5 separate regions of the Mus musculus genome follow, and all the other regions are linked to region 5. A link is a contact called in public HiCAR-type and promoter capture Hi-C data. All regions are on one chromosome and are shown on one strand. Each heading gives the region's core, a stretch centred on a gene start, on an enhancer-like site or on the middle of the called end of the contact. The rest is flanking DNA. Distances are from core to core; before and after follow the strand shown. Region 1 holds the start of Rin2 (Ras and Rab interactor 2). Region 2 overlaps Rin2 (Ras and Rab interactor 2). Region 3 holds the start of Crnkl1 (crooked neck pre-mRNA splicing factor 1). Region 4 holds the start of Snrpb2 (U2 small nuclear ribonucleoprotein B). Region 5 holds the start of Dtd1 (D-tyrosyl-tRNA deacylase 1).

The links. Promoter capture Hi-C pulls out the DNA fragments that hold promoters and counts their contacts. HiCAR-type assays count read pairs that join an accessible place to other places.
Region 1: a HiCAR-type map of astrocytes shows a contact between it and region 5, with 5 times the contacts expected there. The contact joins the promoter of Rin2 here to the promoter of Dtd1 in region 5. A contact is called at or near these places in 2 of 39 promoter capture datasets (3T3-L1-derived adipocytes and cranial neural crest) and 4 of 115 datasets of contacts at active chromatin or transcription factors (astrocytes, embryonic stem cells, pancreatic cancer cells and 1 more).
Region 2: a HiCAR-type map of astrocytes shows a contact between it and region 5, with 4 times the contacts expected there. The contact joins the enhancer-like site here to the promoter of Dtd1 in region 5. A contact is called at or near these places in 2 of 115 datasets of contacts at active chromatin or transcription factors (astrocytes and embryonic stem cells).
Region 3: a contact with region 5 is called in a promoter capture Hi-C map of liver, with 7 times the contacts expected there. The contact joins the promoter of Crnkl1 here to the promoter of Dtd1 in region 5. A contact is called at or near these places in 8 of 39 promoter capture datasets (the 3T3-L1 cell line, 3T3-L1-derived adipocytes, embryonic stem cells and 3 more), 2 of 484 Hi-C or Micro-C datasets (CD4 T cells and Th1 cells), 1 of 115 datasets of contacts at active chromatin or transcription factors (astrocytes) and 3 of 9 other capture datasets (adipose tissue, embryonic stem cells and macrophages).
Region 4: a promoter capture Hi-C map of pre-B cells shows a contact between it and region 5. The contact joins the promoter of Snrpb2 here to the promoter of Dtd1 in region 5. A contact is called at or near these places in 7 of 39 promoter capture datasets (the 3T3-L1 cell line, the C10 cell line, cranial neural crest and 3 more), 2 of 484 Hi-C or Micro-C datasets (B cells and CD4 T cells) and 1 of 115 datasets of contacts at active chromatin or transcription factors (astrocytes).

Annotation. Positions count from the first base shown.
Region 1 is chr2:145,784,209-145,787,476 of GRCm38.p6, forward strand. Rin2 (Ras and Rab interactor 2) reads left to right here and starts at 1,908. Exons shown (of 13, transcript NM_028724.4): 1 at 1,908-1,971; 2 at 2,114-2,206.
Region 2 is chr2:145,886,399-145,889,523 of GRCm38.p6, forward strand. It overlaps Rin2 (Ras and Rab interactor 2), which reads left to right. Exons shown (of 13, transcript NM_028724.4): 13 at 1-1,218. The region is part of intron 2 of Gm39954 (a long non-coding RNA gene); the gene reads right to left. Among named protein-coding and RNA genes, the nearest start is that of Gm39954, 6.2 kb to the right of the region's middle. Within about 2 kb of position 1,728, at least 190 of the 459 cell types and tissues checked have an H3K27ac peak or open chromatin away from gene starts, as enhancers often do. A contact at or near this core is called in astrocytes, where this site is marked.
Region 3 is chr2:145,933,347-145,936,577 of GRCm38.p6, forward strand. It overlaps Crnkl1 (crooked neck pre-mRNA splicing factor 1), which reads right to left and starts at 1,354. Exons shown (of 14, transcript NM_025820.3): 1 at 1,208-1,354. The coding sequence starts at 1,258. Cfap61 (cilia and flagella associated protein 61) reads left to right here and starts at 1,438. Exons shown (of 27, transcript NM_001369121.1): 1 at 1,438-1,494.
Region 4 is chr2:143,061,622-143,064,711 of GRCm38.p6, forward strand. Snrpb2 (U2 small nuclear ribonucleoprotein B) reads left to right here and starts at 1,448. Exons shown (of 7, transcript NM_021335.3): 1 at 1,448-1,477; 2 at 2,921-3,009. The coding sequence starts at 2,946.
Region 5 is chr2:144,598,261-144,601,296 of GRCm38.p6, forward strand. It overlaps Dtd1 (D-tyrosyl-tRNA deacylase 1), which reads left to right and starts at 1,693. Exons shown (of 6, transcript NM_025314.3): 1 at 1,693-1,831. The coding sequence starts at 1,789.

The sequences.
Region 1 (3,268 bases), core at 658-3,157, 1.2 Mb after region 5:
CCTTCCTCCTTTAAAGAAATACAGCAATCTGCAGGCCCCACAGAATCTAAACTAGGTGTTTAATCAGGACTGCCTGAGTTACAGGTGTATGTGCGTATCAGCCGCTAGTTAAATCACCAGCAAACTAAAGGAATTCAGACGACTCCGTTGCCAAAAGAATTCCTTGTGAGCTCATCATGAGGAATGGTTTGTATATGGAAAACCCTGGAACAGAAGAAAGAAACTGTTCTGCATGAGGAATGGCGTCTTGGCTCTCTCTTAGCATTTCCTGAACTGCCAGGCTATGTGGAATCTCCTGCCAGGAAAATGTCCAGAGGTAAAAAAAAAAAAAAAAGACAAGCTTTAGGTTTGTTTAAAGTGTGTGCTTCGTGAAAGTGTCTGAGTTTCTGGGTCTAAACGGTTAATCATCTGCTGCCCAGGGTTCCCATCCCTCTCCAGTTCTGAACACAGCGCTGTGTTTTCCCTCTGGAGTGGTGCCAGTCTATGGACGTTGCTAATAAGGATGGGCTTCAAAGGCCCTGGAGCTGGACTTCCACTCCGATGCTGAGCCGGGAGCGTGAACCTCTGGAGTCAGCAGGATTGCCGTGAAGCTTGCCATCTCTCCAGGAGGGTTTTGGATCACTGTCCTTCATCCCAGCAGGATCACAAATGGAACAGGATGCCAGAGAGAAAGTGACCAAGACATGGAGCAACAAGTCAACTAGAGGAGGTTTTGAAAGGAAGGCTAGGTGCGTGAGATGCTGTTTTGCCTAGATGAGATTCCACACCTGAGTCCAACCTAACAGCTCACTGTGGGTGTGGGTTGAGAGACAGTTTGGGGGGCATCAAAGGAATCTCTACAAAGTCTCTTGCTTTTACACTTGTGCATTGCTCACTGGTAGACTTTGCCTTTCCCCTTGTTAGACTGTCACTAGCGCTGACCTCAGCATCCAAGTGTCTGATGCTGGCTCTGTCATCCAGGCTTTGGTACCTCACCACTTCATGCCTGCAGCCCAACCACTTTTAATATTCCTTAGTGATTCAAGTGATGTTTGCACTTCCTACTTTCTGTGTTGCTTGTGTCTGCAATATGCCCTGGCTTGTACATGTTATAGCAAGTGGGTTGAAAGGCATGTTTGTGTGTGTGTATGTGTGTGTGTGTGTGTGTGTGAGAGAGAGAGAGAGAGAGAGAGAGAGAGAGAGAGAGAGCCAGCCCTTTGTGAGATTTCTGTTTAAACCTGTACAGTTTCACTGGCTGTACAGTTTCACTGGGTAAGTAAGGCTTTGGGGACTTCCCTTGCCACCCCAAGACACACCTGTCTCAGCCAGGTCTCTTGCACCAGGTGTGTGTACCCAGCTAAGACTGAAATGAAGATGGAAGTCTTTGCAGGGTGTGTGCAGATATTACTGGTTTCTGTCCTAGGAAGGGAAATTCCAAGCATGATAGTCTCGGCGATGATTCAGGACCATGTTGTTATCCTGCCTTTAAATTTTTCCTCTGTGTTCCAAAGTGAGCCCAAGCCCTTGGATGATCCTGGAGCTGTTTACATGCGTCCCCTTACACAAATGAGCTCTGTAAACACTGACTCTCTGGGCTGCATCCCAGTCCCACTGGCTTCTAAGGGGGGAAAAAACAGAGGGATTTCTCCCTAGTGCCCTTCTGCTGACCTTGCCTGCCCGGGAGGAGAGCTAACTGAGGGAATGCTGACCTCACTCCCTAACAGCAGGATTTCCTGGGACATAGAGGGATCCATTCTTCTGCGATCTGCCATATGAAATCTATAAGCTTTCACAGCAGATTATGGGGACAACTAATATTGGTTCCTTTTGGACTTCAGCTTGGGGTCAAGCAAACACACAAAGCCATCTTTATGCTCCCTGAAGTCCTGAAGACCTTCTACGTCAGCTGCTGGCAGAGGGGGTGGGGCAGCGAGGTGGGGCACAGTCTAGGAAGAGTGCTGGCCGCGGCAGGAAACCGGGCTGAAAGGAGATGTAAGGGCTTTGGTGGGAAATAAATGGCACAATGTTGTTGACGGAAAAAGATCTTGGCAGGACTGTTGTTGTGAGTGCTCTGTGGCTTAGAAAGGAATTTCCTACAGGCTCCACTAACCATTGAAAATGTCTCTACCTTCAGGAGTCCCCGGCATGTTGTAGAGCCTCGCTGGGGGAAATGTCAGCGTGGACCATGGGCGCCCAAGGTCTGGACAAGCGAGGAAGTTTCTTTAAGGTAAAAGGAAACTAACTGGATTTGGGATCTCAGCTCTGCTCCCTCTGCGCGGCAGCCTGAGGAGCTGCAGGCACCCGAAGCTGCAGGCTGGAGCTTAAAAGCCTGCTGGCTAGACCAGCTGGGGCCAGGGGAGCTTGCCTGTGAGCACGGTGGTGCTCAGCGGGCTGGGGCTTTTGTGGTTTAATAGTTCCTCACTGGCTGGGGTCTGGGTCAGAGATGCCACACGGTGAGACCCTAGAGGGGCTCTGAAGTGGTGTGCTGTTCAGGCTTTTTAAGCTAGGGAATTTCAGGATGAAAGCTGGACTTTGATTTCCAAAAAATTAATGGTGTGAGACCAGTGTATTCGTCTGACTGAATCATTAAAGAGCAGAAGAAAAAGCAAAGCAAAGCAAAACAATGATTCCAGGACCTCACTTTAGGCTGATCAAATGTTAGTTTCTCAAACACTCAAAGGTTTCTTATGGTGGGGCAAGGGGAAGACAAGATTAAAGTCATACAGCTTGTCTGTTTCACGTGGGCATTGCTGGGGCTAAAGTAACTTTCTGGTTTAATGAGAGATTTTTTTTTAAGGTTATTTTATATGGAGTGCGTATGTTTAAGATTTGATGGCCATTTCTAATGTGAACTTGCAAATTAGTTTTCCTTTTGTGGCTTTTTGACCTGTTTATTCATATCCTCAAATAAATGCAAATTTATTTTGGAAAATCCTGACTCACACCTCACCCCCTGCCCTGGGGATTGGGGGGGGGGGGAATAGACTAAAGGAAGTTAAATGTGCACATGAAGTGTATTGCAGTCAGGTGTCCCAAACAATGGTCCTTGTCCCCAGAGGAGGCGCACCAAGGAAACCTTATTGCTTTATTACTGAGAAGGGGGGTGGGGGGAGTGCTTGTGGTTAGTAAATCCAAAGCCCTTAAGTGTTCATAAGTATGTATGTGTATCTGTGTATGTATGTGTATCTGTGTTTTCTATTTCCAAAGAGATTGAGACTGATCATATGTCAGAGGTTGACCCTAGAAAATCCATCAGAAACCTTGTTGATAGAGCAAGCTTTATTGAGCT
Region 2 (3,125 bases), core at 478-2,977, 1.3 Mb after region 5:
TTTTTTTTTTTACAAAGAGCCTTTGTGTTTTTATATATTTCATAGAAAATTTTATAGCAGTTGCAGGTAAACTGTCAGGATTGGTTTTTAAAATATTTTTGTAACTTTTAAAATATTCTATAAGTATGCATGTGATTTAACATTTAATATTTGAAGATAAATCTCTTGCTGGATTTGAGAGTACTGCATTTTAGACGCCTCATAGATAATCTCTCTTCTATAACTGGATATTTTCGGCAAATTTGTGGGGAGAGACTTCTGGTTGTCTTAAAGAAATCCCTGACGCTGGCCACAGGCTGCCTTTGAAAAATCGGGTGTACTGTTGTTACATTGTTGTTACATTGTTCACTTTTAGCGGTGTATTGTTACATTGTTCACTTTTAGTGCTGGTGTCTGTTTATGTTTTTAAGCAATCGAGGCTGAGAATTAGAAGAGAAATGAATGTAGAGAGAGGTAGAGAGAGAAACACAGACTCTAAGGGGGGGACTGAGGAATGTAGTCTGCAGGTTCAGGCTCTTCGCAAGACGTTGGAAAAGGAGTCAGTACTGTAAAATATGTGCTGCGGTGAGCTTTGACAAAGATCTGTTCCATATGCTATCTGCTTTGGGGAAAAGTAAATCAAGGATAACGATCCCTCTGACCCATTTTGTAAGCCGACACTAAGGACATCCATTTATTTGGAGGCAGAAACCAAGTCATGTATAATACGAGTTTAGTTGAGTTCAATGAGATGTTGATGGGGAGAGAATGCACTAAAACCAAAACCAAACCAAAAACAAAACAAAACAAAAAACAAACCTTCTGTATTTGGTTGGGGCATGGTAGAGCTAACATTCACACACTAGCATGCTGGGTTCCATCCTCAGTGTGACAAATAATGAGCAAAACAAGCAGAAAACATGGATGTATGGTGAAGTTAGACTTATGTTGTATAAGATGAGTTTATGGACACACGTATTCCAGAAGGGTCATACATCAGTGTAATACAGATCATTGCAAAACAAAAGCAGAAAGCCATGTTACTATCCTGTGTAAGGATGTTCAGGCATCTGATCTGGAGGACCTCGTACCCTGTACAAGGCTTTTGTTGTCCCAGAACCCTCCCTTGGCACATGCTGGGTTGTGCTTCCTTTTGTAAATGATTTTCAATGGAATTTTGCACATAATACATTGTAATACTGTACAATAATCCTATGTAAAATAATTTTTGCAATATTCTTCAGTTGTCTTTTTTGTTGTTGGTGGTGGTGGTGGCAGCTATTTGTTTGAGTCAGAATATAATCATGTACCCAAAGATGCTGTGCAAGTGTACATGACAGTGGCTGGGGCTTGGTGGCCTCTGCCTTTTACCATAGCACCCAGGAGGCAGAGGCACATGGATCTCTGTGAGTTGCAGGCAAGCTGTGCTACATAGTGAGACCCTGTTTCAAACATCCAGGGGCGCAAACACACATGTGTACGCATGCACACAGTACACAACCATGAACTCCACGTTGATCTGGTAGTTTTGAAGAGCAAATAGGACACTGCTCCAAAGCTTATGGACCAATGGAACAGAAATCAAAAAGCGAAGAGAACAGTTGGTCCATGGCCCACAAGTATTTGCACGATTATCCAGCCCAGTACTTGGCTTAGATGGCTCCAGAGCAAATCACAACTGATCTGAACTCAGAGCCAGGCAGGGTCCTGCAGACAACTCCTCCCTGTCCTTAGGCAACCTCTGCTGTATCCTGGCTGAGAGTTAGGATTGCAAAATCTGCTAGCATCGCAGGCCTGATCCTCTGCTGGGTGTTCTGGGGATTGCAGCCATGCGACTGCTAAGTGCCCATTGCATCCCTGTGGATAGGGAGAAGGGAAGTTCAGAGGGTTTCTGGGATATCCATAAGATAGCTACTTCAGAGACCAGAAGGAAGGCTGACTGAGCTTGCTTTCAATGTTTGGAGCGAAGAGACACTGCTCGCGACATCTGTCCAGTTGCCCTCCCAACTCTGCAAATTTAGACGATGAGGCTGTCCTTAGGCTGAGGTACTCCTCTTAGATTAAAAGCGGGTCACGACATCCAAATTAGGCAGTTCGAGCAGGCCCCGTGAGAGCAGAGTCAGAAAAGCTAGAATGAGCAGAAGAAAACATCACAAGACTTGCCCTGGTTTGTCATTGGGCAATGCTTCCCTGGCAGAGTTTCAACACATGTGTCTTCAGTTTTCCCCCCACGCAGGCATTTCTCACTTCTCAGTTTGTCAGGAAACAGGCCCTGGTGGAGTTTGGATAGGGTAAGAGCAGAGTAAAAATATACATGCTGGACGGAGGGAGAGGAGGGTGCACTTCCAGACCTAAAAATATCTTGAATGGCAGCCAGAGGAAGGAATTTTGTTTTTGATGTTGGACAGACTGCCAACTATGACCCCCTTAGGGACACAGAAAAAAAAGAAAGAAATGGAAATTGTTAAGGTTGTTTGTATCATGTGGAAGTTACTTTAAATCTACAAGCAAATGCAAACTAAAGGAAGGAAGCTGGGCCTGACTGCTTCCATTCACAAAGGCAGCCTCACTGCCCTAGCAGCTCTGACCTTCCTCTTCTGGAAGAAACATGAAATAAAAGGGGCCTGTGGTGTTTAGGAGCCTGGCTCTACCCTCAGGTGTCTGGGAAGACTCACACAGGTGGGGATCTGTCTATGTGGGACACGTGGTGTAATTGCCCAGAAGTGTCTGAGAACAAAATGGCGACTCTCTGTTTTCAGACCATTCGAGTATGGGTAAATTTGAGACCCAAATGTTGTTTGCCATTTGGTGATCCTTAGTCGTGTGGGGAAGATGACCTTCTCCACAAGTCACATTACAGTGCCGAATCACAAGCAGATGGCGGGAAAGGAGAGGGAGGGAAGAACTGGCATTTGTTTCAGGAAACATGTTCCATACTGAAAAGGGTCTGTGTTTTAGCATCAATGAGTGGGTAGCAGCTGGCCCAGACTTCCACATGAATATTGACTCTGTTGGGGAAGGAACCATAGGGAGTTTAAAAGAACAAAACAAAACAAAACAAAAAGAGGGAAGCATATTTGGAGTTAGGAGTGTAGCTTGATAATACAGGGCTTGTGTAACATACTCTTGGTCCTGTGTTCGATACC
Region 3 (3,231 bases), core at 104-2,603, 1.3 Mb after region 5:
TGGACAAGCTGGTTTTCCATGACATTTTAGGCCAACTGAAACTTGTTTTTACTAAGTCTCCATCATTAGCCTGTAAGCTTTTAGAGCACCTGAAGCTATAGTTCCAACACAGGAGCTTAAAAGTCAAATGTGTTCAAGTGCAGATGGACCCTAAGTTCTAATTGGCCTTTTTACTGCTGTGATCGAACATCACCAACAAAAGCAACCTGCAGAGGAAAGAGCTGACTGATTGGCTTACACAACTGGACCACAGTCTTCATGAATGGAAGACACGGCAGGAAGCTGGAGGCATACCAGCTGTGCTCAGTCTGCTCTCACAGACTACACCAGAGCCCCTGCCCAGGTGTGGCACTGCCCAAGTAGGCGGGGGGGGGGGGGGCGTCCACATCAATTGGTAATCAAGAAAATGCCTCACACACTTGCCAGCAAGCAAGCTTAGGGACGAATTTTCTTAGTCCAGATGCCTCCTCCTAGATAACTTTATCTTGTGTCAAGCTGTCAAAAACTTAGTCAGCATGCATTCCCTGGCTTTTATGACTCAGGATAGGGGTTTGGGAGCGGGGGTAGGGGGGAAGCTACCACATCAGACTTTTACAATAATTACATGTGGAAATAAGAACTTGTCTCAAGACAAAATGGCCAAATCAGACTTCCAGAGAATGACTGTATGTGATGGCTAAGTGCAAGATTTGACACTTATTAAGTATTGATGAAGTATCAACCACAGTTGGAAATATAACAATTTACTATCTAACCTAAATTTTATGCCATTGCCCAGAGCCTATCCTCTGCCATTCTCTTCACTGCCTAACTTTGATGCAGCCTAAGTGTTAACTTCCTTCACAAAGTTTACCCTCAAGTTTACAGGCACCCTTCTGGCTCTTGCCCATGGCATATCTACACTACTTGGATACATCTATCTGGGTTGCCATTTCGCTCTCTCTCCAGTTTTAGTGGAGCACTCTTGCCCGGAGTAAAAGTAGGGGATCCCCAGAGACTAGCAAAGCAAACAGTTTACCGAACCGAACCGATGCTTTGCAACCCTGGAAGGAAGGCTGGGCAGACGCGAGACGAGCTCGGAGTGACAAGACCCTGCGCCACCTCACCGACCACCTGTCTTCTTGGACCGCGGCACAGAGATCGCTGTCTCGAATCTCTGGTGCCCGACACCGCAGATGCTGTTCGGGGGCTCCTCCCGGTCGCCTACCTTGGCCACTTTAGGAATGCGCTGTTTCCCGGCCGCCGTGGAGGCTGCCATGACTGCAGCCGTGGAACTCGAGCGATCCTGGCCGACAACCGGACTTGAGAAAAGCACTTCGAACCGGCCGGCACAACAGAGTCAGCCACAACAAACTAGATACCGGAACCGGAACCGGAACTTGCGAAGACGACCTTTGACCGCCTCACCAGTCAGGGGAAACGCCGCGTCGTTTCCTTAGCAACTGTGTGCGCGTCCTCTGTGGAGACTTGCGGCTTGCTGGAGCTGCGGGTGAGGTGGGTAGGGCGGGCTGCGCCGCAGGGATATAGGGCTCTGGCGGCGAGGGCTCATCCAGGTCTATCTCCGGGATGCGTGCAGCTGTAGGCCGTGGCACCTTTGAGGGGCGTAGAAATCCATTTCAGGTGTAGAAACTCCGGGGAGAAGGGAAAAGCACCGAGGAAACCCTGCAAGCAGCCTGGGCAGCGGTGCATTCTGGGATTTGTAGTCTTTCGAGTTCCCGCCCCCTCGCCTTAGGCTTCCCCGCGATTGGACCAAGTTAATAATCTTGAAATGTGGATTTTTTTAAAAAAAAAATCAGAAGAGGTATTTTTGAAACAAGATGTTAGAGAAAGGTGGAAATTAGTCAGTAGCAAAGCACCTACAGAAACTGATCAAATTTTTAGTCTGTAAATTTTTTTTTTTTTTTTTTTTTTTTTATTTTCCGAGACAGGGTTTCTCTGTATAGCCCTGGCTGTCCTGGAACTCACTCTGTAGACCAGGCTGGCCTCGAACTCAGAAATCCGCCTGCCTCTGCCTCCCAAGTGCTGGGATTAAAGGCGTGCGCCACCACGCCCGGCATGTAAATTTGTATTATCTCAATTCTCTTATCCTTAATATCCTTAGCTATAAAAGGATAAAAGTATCTATTTCCTTAAGATTAAAGAAAAAAATCTGTCTCTGTAAAATACTCGCTAGATGTTAGTACGTATAATATCTGAAGTACATTAAAAACAGTGATTTAGCATATAGTTAAGATAATTTTTTAAAATAAAAATTTTGGAATTGACAGCAAAATTGGGAAGGTGAGCTTTTCCTACTCTTTCCCCACCCTCAAAGGACTTTCTACGATCCATCCCCACCCCGTGTCAGTTACAAGAAACTGTTAGAGTTTACTTTTGTAACAGTCTTGAGATTTAGGACAACGGCAAGATTTTTTGTTTTGTTTTGGAGACAGGGTTTCTCGGTGTAGTCCTGATTCCCTGGTTGTCCGGGAACTCACTCTGTAGACCAGGCTGGCCTGGAACTGTCAACATCCTCAGGGTACCTCCTGTTCATCCTCCCCCTCGAGCCTTTGTCCATCAATACTCCTTTTTATCAAGCATTTTGTTTGTTTGTTTTTTAATTCCTTCTTTGAAAGTTTTGCGTCTTAATCATAGCCATTCCTCCAGCTTTCCCCAGATCTACCCCACTCCCTATTCACCCAACTGTGTGTCTTTTTGTTTTTTAACCTTTGAAGACTAATTCGTATTGCCCAGATATTCTTGGATATGTGGTCTACTGGAGCTTGGTCAACTTACCAGAATGTTATACTCTTAGAGAAAACTCATGCTTTCCAGCAGCTAAAAAATGACCAATTTCTCCACTGCCAGGTGTGGTATTGTGTGCCCATCTCTCCATAAGGGGATTTGGTCTGGCTTGAGTTTGCACAGGTTTTGTGCTGCGCTGCTGTGTCCAGATGTTTTCTGTAGTCGTCCACTGCCTCTTGAGCGCACACACTGCCTCCTCTCTGATAGTGAGAGCCTTGGGGGCTGAGAGAGTGCGGACACTGGACTGAGGTAGCAGGGATCGATTGATCTATTTTTTTTTAATGTCTCTGTAGTTCTTTGTAGATGGTTGGAGTCATATACCTCTTCAGATTACTGTCTCTCATTTAGTAACGTGCATTTACGCTCGTCATTTATTAGTGACTTAATTAAATCCTTATGAGTTTTTTGTTACAGGTGGTGATGACGATGATTTGTTTGTTTGTTTGT
Region 4 (3,090 bases), core at 198-2,697, 1.5 Mb before region 5:
AGAGGCAGGTGGATTTCTGAGTTCGAGGCCAGCCTGGTCTACAAAGTGAGTTCCAGGACAGCCAGGACTATACAGACAAGAAGAAAAAAAAAAAGCTTGCAGGGATTACTCATGGATATAAAAATGTGTTCATTCTTTATAAGTGAACCTGGAAAAGAGCATAGAAGCCACTGACACTGAGTTGTCATCGGACAATTTCTTCTTTGCTGTGCAAAAGGTATAGTAGCTGAGACTCAAGCTTTGATAGAATAGGTATGGCATTTCTTTAAATCTCTTTATTTTTTTCCCAAGTGGAGTGTCCTTGCATGTTTATCAATTTGCTTTTTGAAAATAGCTACGAACTCTCTCTCGGCCAGATGAATGTATATAACACAGGCAGGTTATAGCTTATTCCAATGCTCTCATTACCACCAAGCACAGTTAATCAACTGCTCAGACCTTCTGTTGCTTAGAAAGTGTTTCGTATTTACTTGATGCCCTTTTGCTAAGAACATACTCGATATTGTTTTTATAAAAGCCAAACTGGTTTCCATATCTATGTAATTAAAGAACACTTTTTCTGTGGTTGTTTAACATTATTTCCTACATTTACAGGATTTTCACTGGATATCACACTTGTTTTATTATGACCTAATTTTCACGGAACTTCATTCAATCGTCTGAATCATATTTATCGAGTATAAGCCATTCTCCTAATCACTTCAGTGAAAAAAGCATATAAAATTACTACTCTCAAAACACTATTTCCATCCTGCAACTTCATGTGACTTTCAAAAATTAGAAACCTCAGGCTGGTAAAATCAACCAATTTGGTCCTTACCCCAATTTTTAGCCTAGAAAAATCCAAGCATTTTGTGAGGAAAGGAGAGGGTGGGGGAGTGGGCGGGAGTTAACTGTGTCTAAGTGAGTTTAGGCTCTTTAGTTTGCTCGCTCCTGAAGCCTGGTGAGAGTACCATCAACGACTAAAATTCTCTTTGTTCAGGGGTCGAAGACTGGGCTGCATCTAAGACGTAATCTATAGAGTGCTGGCTGGTGTGTTCTTTCAGACTCCTGGAGATTGACAACTAGAGATTGACAATGGTGTTAAGTCAAGTTGACCAGGACCCATAGAAAGGCTTGACTAACTTGTGGCTGGAGACAGGCTCCTGTAAAATTGTATCACATCCTATAGTTGGGAAGCTTCAAAGTCGCAGTAAGGGAAACGACCCCCTACCCTTCCCTCCTCTGCCTCCACAGCTTGGCCCCCGGGTCCTAATTTGATCCCTTCCAGTTCTCCCCCTTTCCACAAACTTCCTAGCCCACAGGAATGCGCGTGCGCAGAAAGATTCCGCCTTGGCCGGCCGGGGCGAGGAGGGCTCGATTGAATCGGTGCTCGACTCTTCGACTTCTCTGAGTTCGATTGAGGAGTTTGGCCGCCCTCTTCCGGCGCGGGGAAGCTCTTCCGGTATTAGTTTCAAGCGGACCGCGCCGGCTTCAGGTGAGTCTCTCGGGTTCTTTTTCGCTGTGGCTGGTCTCAGGGTTTGGCGGGATCCGCCCCGTCCGCGGTAACTGAGCCGGCGAGGGCGAAGGTGTCGTCGGTTGCGTGGTCCTCGGTCCGCGGACGTATAGGAGGAAGGGACGGCGACCCCAGGGCTGGCGGAATGAGGCCCGGCGTCACAGCCTGTTCTCTGCAGGATGGTTGGGTTTTTAATGTCAGAGGACCCTGGTGTTGGGTGGATTGGCCGGTGTGTAAAGAGGCTCAAGCGGACACATAGGAATTAGCCCAGGGGGAGAGAATGGCCCGTGACTTGCTTGGAGGAGCAGGGTGTGCAGTTCACTGTGCACTCTCGGCCTCTTCTCCCCGGCAGCCTTTGGGTTTCTGGTGCCCTTGCACTATTTCAGCCCAAAGGAGCTAATGCCAGAGCCTGTGCTCTTGTCCCTCTCTTGAGTCCCAGCCCTTCTCCAGGTTCCCATGTAGAGAGGCAAGCCTGTGAGAAACGTTACCTATTATCCGTTGCCTACATAGTACAGGCCCTTCCTATAAGTTGTTCAGAGCAGCTTGTTGTGTGACGTTAAGACACTTGTGTCCTTTAACGAGTGATAGCTATCGATAATAAATAGTAACTGTAGATGCTAACTGGTGCAGACTGATACATATCTGTCTCATAATTTTATAGGCTCCATTTTATAGGTGCTGTTAGTAGCCATAATTTGTAGCTGGGGACTTGAGACATTAAGGAACTTGCCCCCCATCGAAGTAGGTTGTAAAATCGTAAACAGAACTTAAATCCGTATCTTATTGATACAAGAATCTGAGCTCTGAACTGTCAACCTTGACCACTCTTGAGACTCACATAGTGGGAAAGAGACAGAAGTGAAAGCCCCTGAGAGGTCGTTCTCTGACCTCAACATACACGATGGCACAGGTAAACAAACACACACACACACACTAATCGTTTAAATCAATACATTCATGAGTGCATCTATGAACTGTCTTAATTTGTATTGTTCTATTACAATGACTTTTTAAAACTAGGTGCGTGTTTACTGATCTTTCACAAAATGTTCAAATCATTTTACTGAAAAACCATTTTCTGGTGAATATGATCAAAACACATGACATTCTCAAAGAATTAATAAATATACTTTCGAAAGTTATGTCATTATGTAGATGAAAGGACAGTATCATTTAAGTGGGGATAAAAGAAGTATATAACCTTGAATAATATGTTTTTAAATCTGCCTATGTATTGACAGATTCTACCAATTTGTAGAACCTTGGTATTGTCCTTCCAAGGTTTGATCTTGAGAGCTGTTTTCCATTTGACTAAAAGAGATGGCTGTGGGAGGTAGGGCGGGGTGATTAAGAGTTGTGTCATGCTGTACACCTGCGTGATTTAACCCTCTTTGCTAATAACTGATTATTTATTATTTCTTTTAGGCTATTGGAAGGGTTCTACCCAAACATGGATATCAGACCAAATCACACGATTTATATCAACAACATGAATGACAAAATTAAAAAAGAAGGTATGTTCTTTTAAAAACACCTTTTTACAACCAAACTGTGCTTATTTGTTGTATCTTAAGAATGGTCTCCATCTCTTCTCT
Region 5 (3,036 bases), core at 443-2,942:
TGCTCCTGCCTCTCTACCTCCTGAGCGCTGGGATTCCAGGTAAGTGTTGCCATCCCTGGCTTATATGATGCTAAGGGCTGAACCTAGGGCTTCCTACATGGTAGCTAAGTACTATGTTCCACTGAGCTACACTTCTAGCCCCAGGTTAAGTTTTGTTGTTGCAGAATTACCACTGTATCCTTCAATATCAGGAAGCATGTGACTGACACCCATTGATCTTGCTGCTGCTGCTGCTGGTGGTATCCTTGACAATTTAACTCATGCAATTTTGCATTCACTATTTAATATTTAAGCATAATATAAAAGGCTCCCAGTCCTTAGCACAACTGACTCCATAAAACTCAGTATGTAGATAGTACCACTTGCCAGAGTGAAAAGGAAGACCGAATCTATCAAATGCACTAAGCTTGCCTTTTGACTTCTGTAATTGCTTTAGCCTAACTGTGCTTATTAACTGAAGTATGTCAACCGAGGAATTTTTTTTTTTTTTTTGCTTAAATGCTCACTCTAAAAGAATCTGAGCTTTAATGAGATCCTGAACACCCAGTGTAGTTGCCAGTTGGCTAATAAAGACTTTCTACTGGCTTAACCCCGGTCTGAGTAGTCTTATCTGATGGATACCCCACAATAATACACATTTCTAGGCCTTTTTTGTTTTTGTTTTTGTTTTTTTGGGGGGGTGAGGGGGAAAGCAACATCTCACTCTGTATTTCATGCTGGCCTTGAACTTCAGCGTGATCCTCATACTGCAGCCTCCAGAATGCTTGGATCACAGATGTTCAACCACCATTCCTTAGAGTATTTCGGGCCAAATAACAGTTCTATCAAATTGCTTTCTAACAAATGCTTTTCTGAATCTGCTAATCCTGGAAGAGGCGTTCAAAGCAAAGACACTCTGAAATGGGTGAACTTTTTCTGATACTCCTATTTCGTTTTTAAGGGAAAGTCTCATTACATTGCCCACATTGGTGGTCTTGAACTCATGGACTTAAAACACTTTCCCGCTTCATCTCAAGTAGCTGGGACTATCTCCCCCCCCCCCCATTCTTCTTTTTCTTTGTTTAATTATAAACACATGGACTACCACTGGACTATGAAGATGTTATTTTTTAGTGATGAAAACTTAGTACAGTAATAGCTATACAGTTCTTTGCAGCCATCTAAGCATCTTTACAGCCCATCCAAATTTCCTAACAACCCTATGATAGGGCTAAGTATTAGATTTGTATTAGGAAGGAATTAGAATTCTAGACTGATAGACCTATTAACTATTGTGTCTAAGGTAAATCAATAGTTATGTAGTTAAATGGCTATGTTAGCAGCAGGTCCTTTTGTTTTTAGCAACAGGATTGCTGCTGAGGCTACAGAACAAGTGAAGATTTTGGAAAATCTGTGACCGGAGGATTGGAAAAGAGGGAGAAAAGCAGGAAAAAAACTTAAGGGTAAAACTGAAAGAGAAAGAAACTGGAGCAGAAATTAATGAGTGTCTGGACATAGTGGAGACTAGGCTGGCAGTTTGGGACTATAGTGCTTAAGAAGGAGTTCAGGGGTGGATAGGGCGGCGCCTACCACAAATGGACTAGGTTATGCATAGGTGACAGGTGAGGGTGATTGACATGGGCGGGGCCAATTGGATAGGTGTGGCCGACGTGGGCGGGACGCAGCTCTGTGGAATGGGTCCTCACGGAGCTCTTCCGGTGTTGCCGGTAGAGGGCGCCGGTCGAGGAGCCACCGGCGGAGTCGCAAGGTCTGACCACACAGCAAATTCCAGTCGCTACAGCCGCCGCCATGAAGGCCGTGGTGCAGCGCGTCACTCGGGCTAGCGTCACAGGTCAGTCGGGCGGGCCGGGGAGAGAGCAGCCTCTGACCCCCGCGACCCGCTGTTCCGTGTGAGGGTTCCCCGCAGCCCCGAGTTACCGGGCAGCCTCTGGGCAGCGCCGTGGCCGAGAAGATCCGGCACGTGCCTGGCCGCTCATGGGTTCAGGCTCCGTGCTTTCGTTGCTACATAAACCCTCATCTCCGTCGTCATCACCATTATAATCATCATCATTATCTTTGTGAGTGTGTGTGTGTGTTCCTCACAGACAAGGTGCCAGAACCTGTGAGCATCCCCAGGGCCCGTTGTTGAATGCACTGTTGCACAAACAACACATAGGGGAGATTTCCGGAGCGGAATCGCTCGTTTATCCACCGCTCTGTCTGAGATGTAGCATTTTAACAACCCCCTTTTGCATATCTTTTCTTTTTAAAATAGAACTTGGCTCATGATAAAATGGACAGACGGAGGAATTGCTAATTGTTTGAGCTCTGGCAGCTTTGAGCAAATATCTGCTGGCATCCTCACTGGGTGCAGAACATCCCTTGCTTGCACCTGGATGTCGGTCTCTGAACCTTCAGCCATGGGTCAGAACCACAGAATTCAAGATGACGTGCTTCTCTTTCCCATTAATTAATATAGACCCAGATGCTCAGCCATTAGCCATCAGTTGAATGTGGGAGGCTAGTTGAAATATTCAGGATCCAGCTACTGTAGTTATTTGAAAAGTGTTAAAAAAATAGAAACGACTGGTGCCATTCTTTTAGTCTTTTAAGTTAAAGAAATAAATACATTTATTTATTTGGTGTGTGTGTTTCTGTGTGTAACAGGCCAGAGAACAATTTAGATGTGCCACCACCATGTGGGTCCTTGGGATTCAACTCATGGAATTAGGCTTGGCAGCAAGTCTACCCATCACTCATTTAGCTAGCTTGCTTTCTCTCTTTCTTTCTTTCTTTCTTTCTTTCTTTCTTTCCTTTTCGAGACAGGGTTTCTCTGTTTAGCCTTGTCTGGCCAGGAACTCACTCCGTAGACTAGGCTGGCCTTGAACTCACAGATCCACCTGCCTCTGCCTCCCAAGTGCTGGGATTAAAGGTGTCTACCACCATTGCCCAGCTGTGTTTATAGAGGCAGAAGTACATTTTCAGGTCAGATGCCAAGGCCTGTAGTCACAGCCACTTTGGAGGCTGGGGAAGGAGCTGTGTTGAGCCCAGGAATTG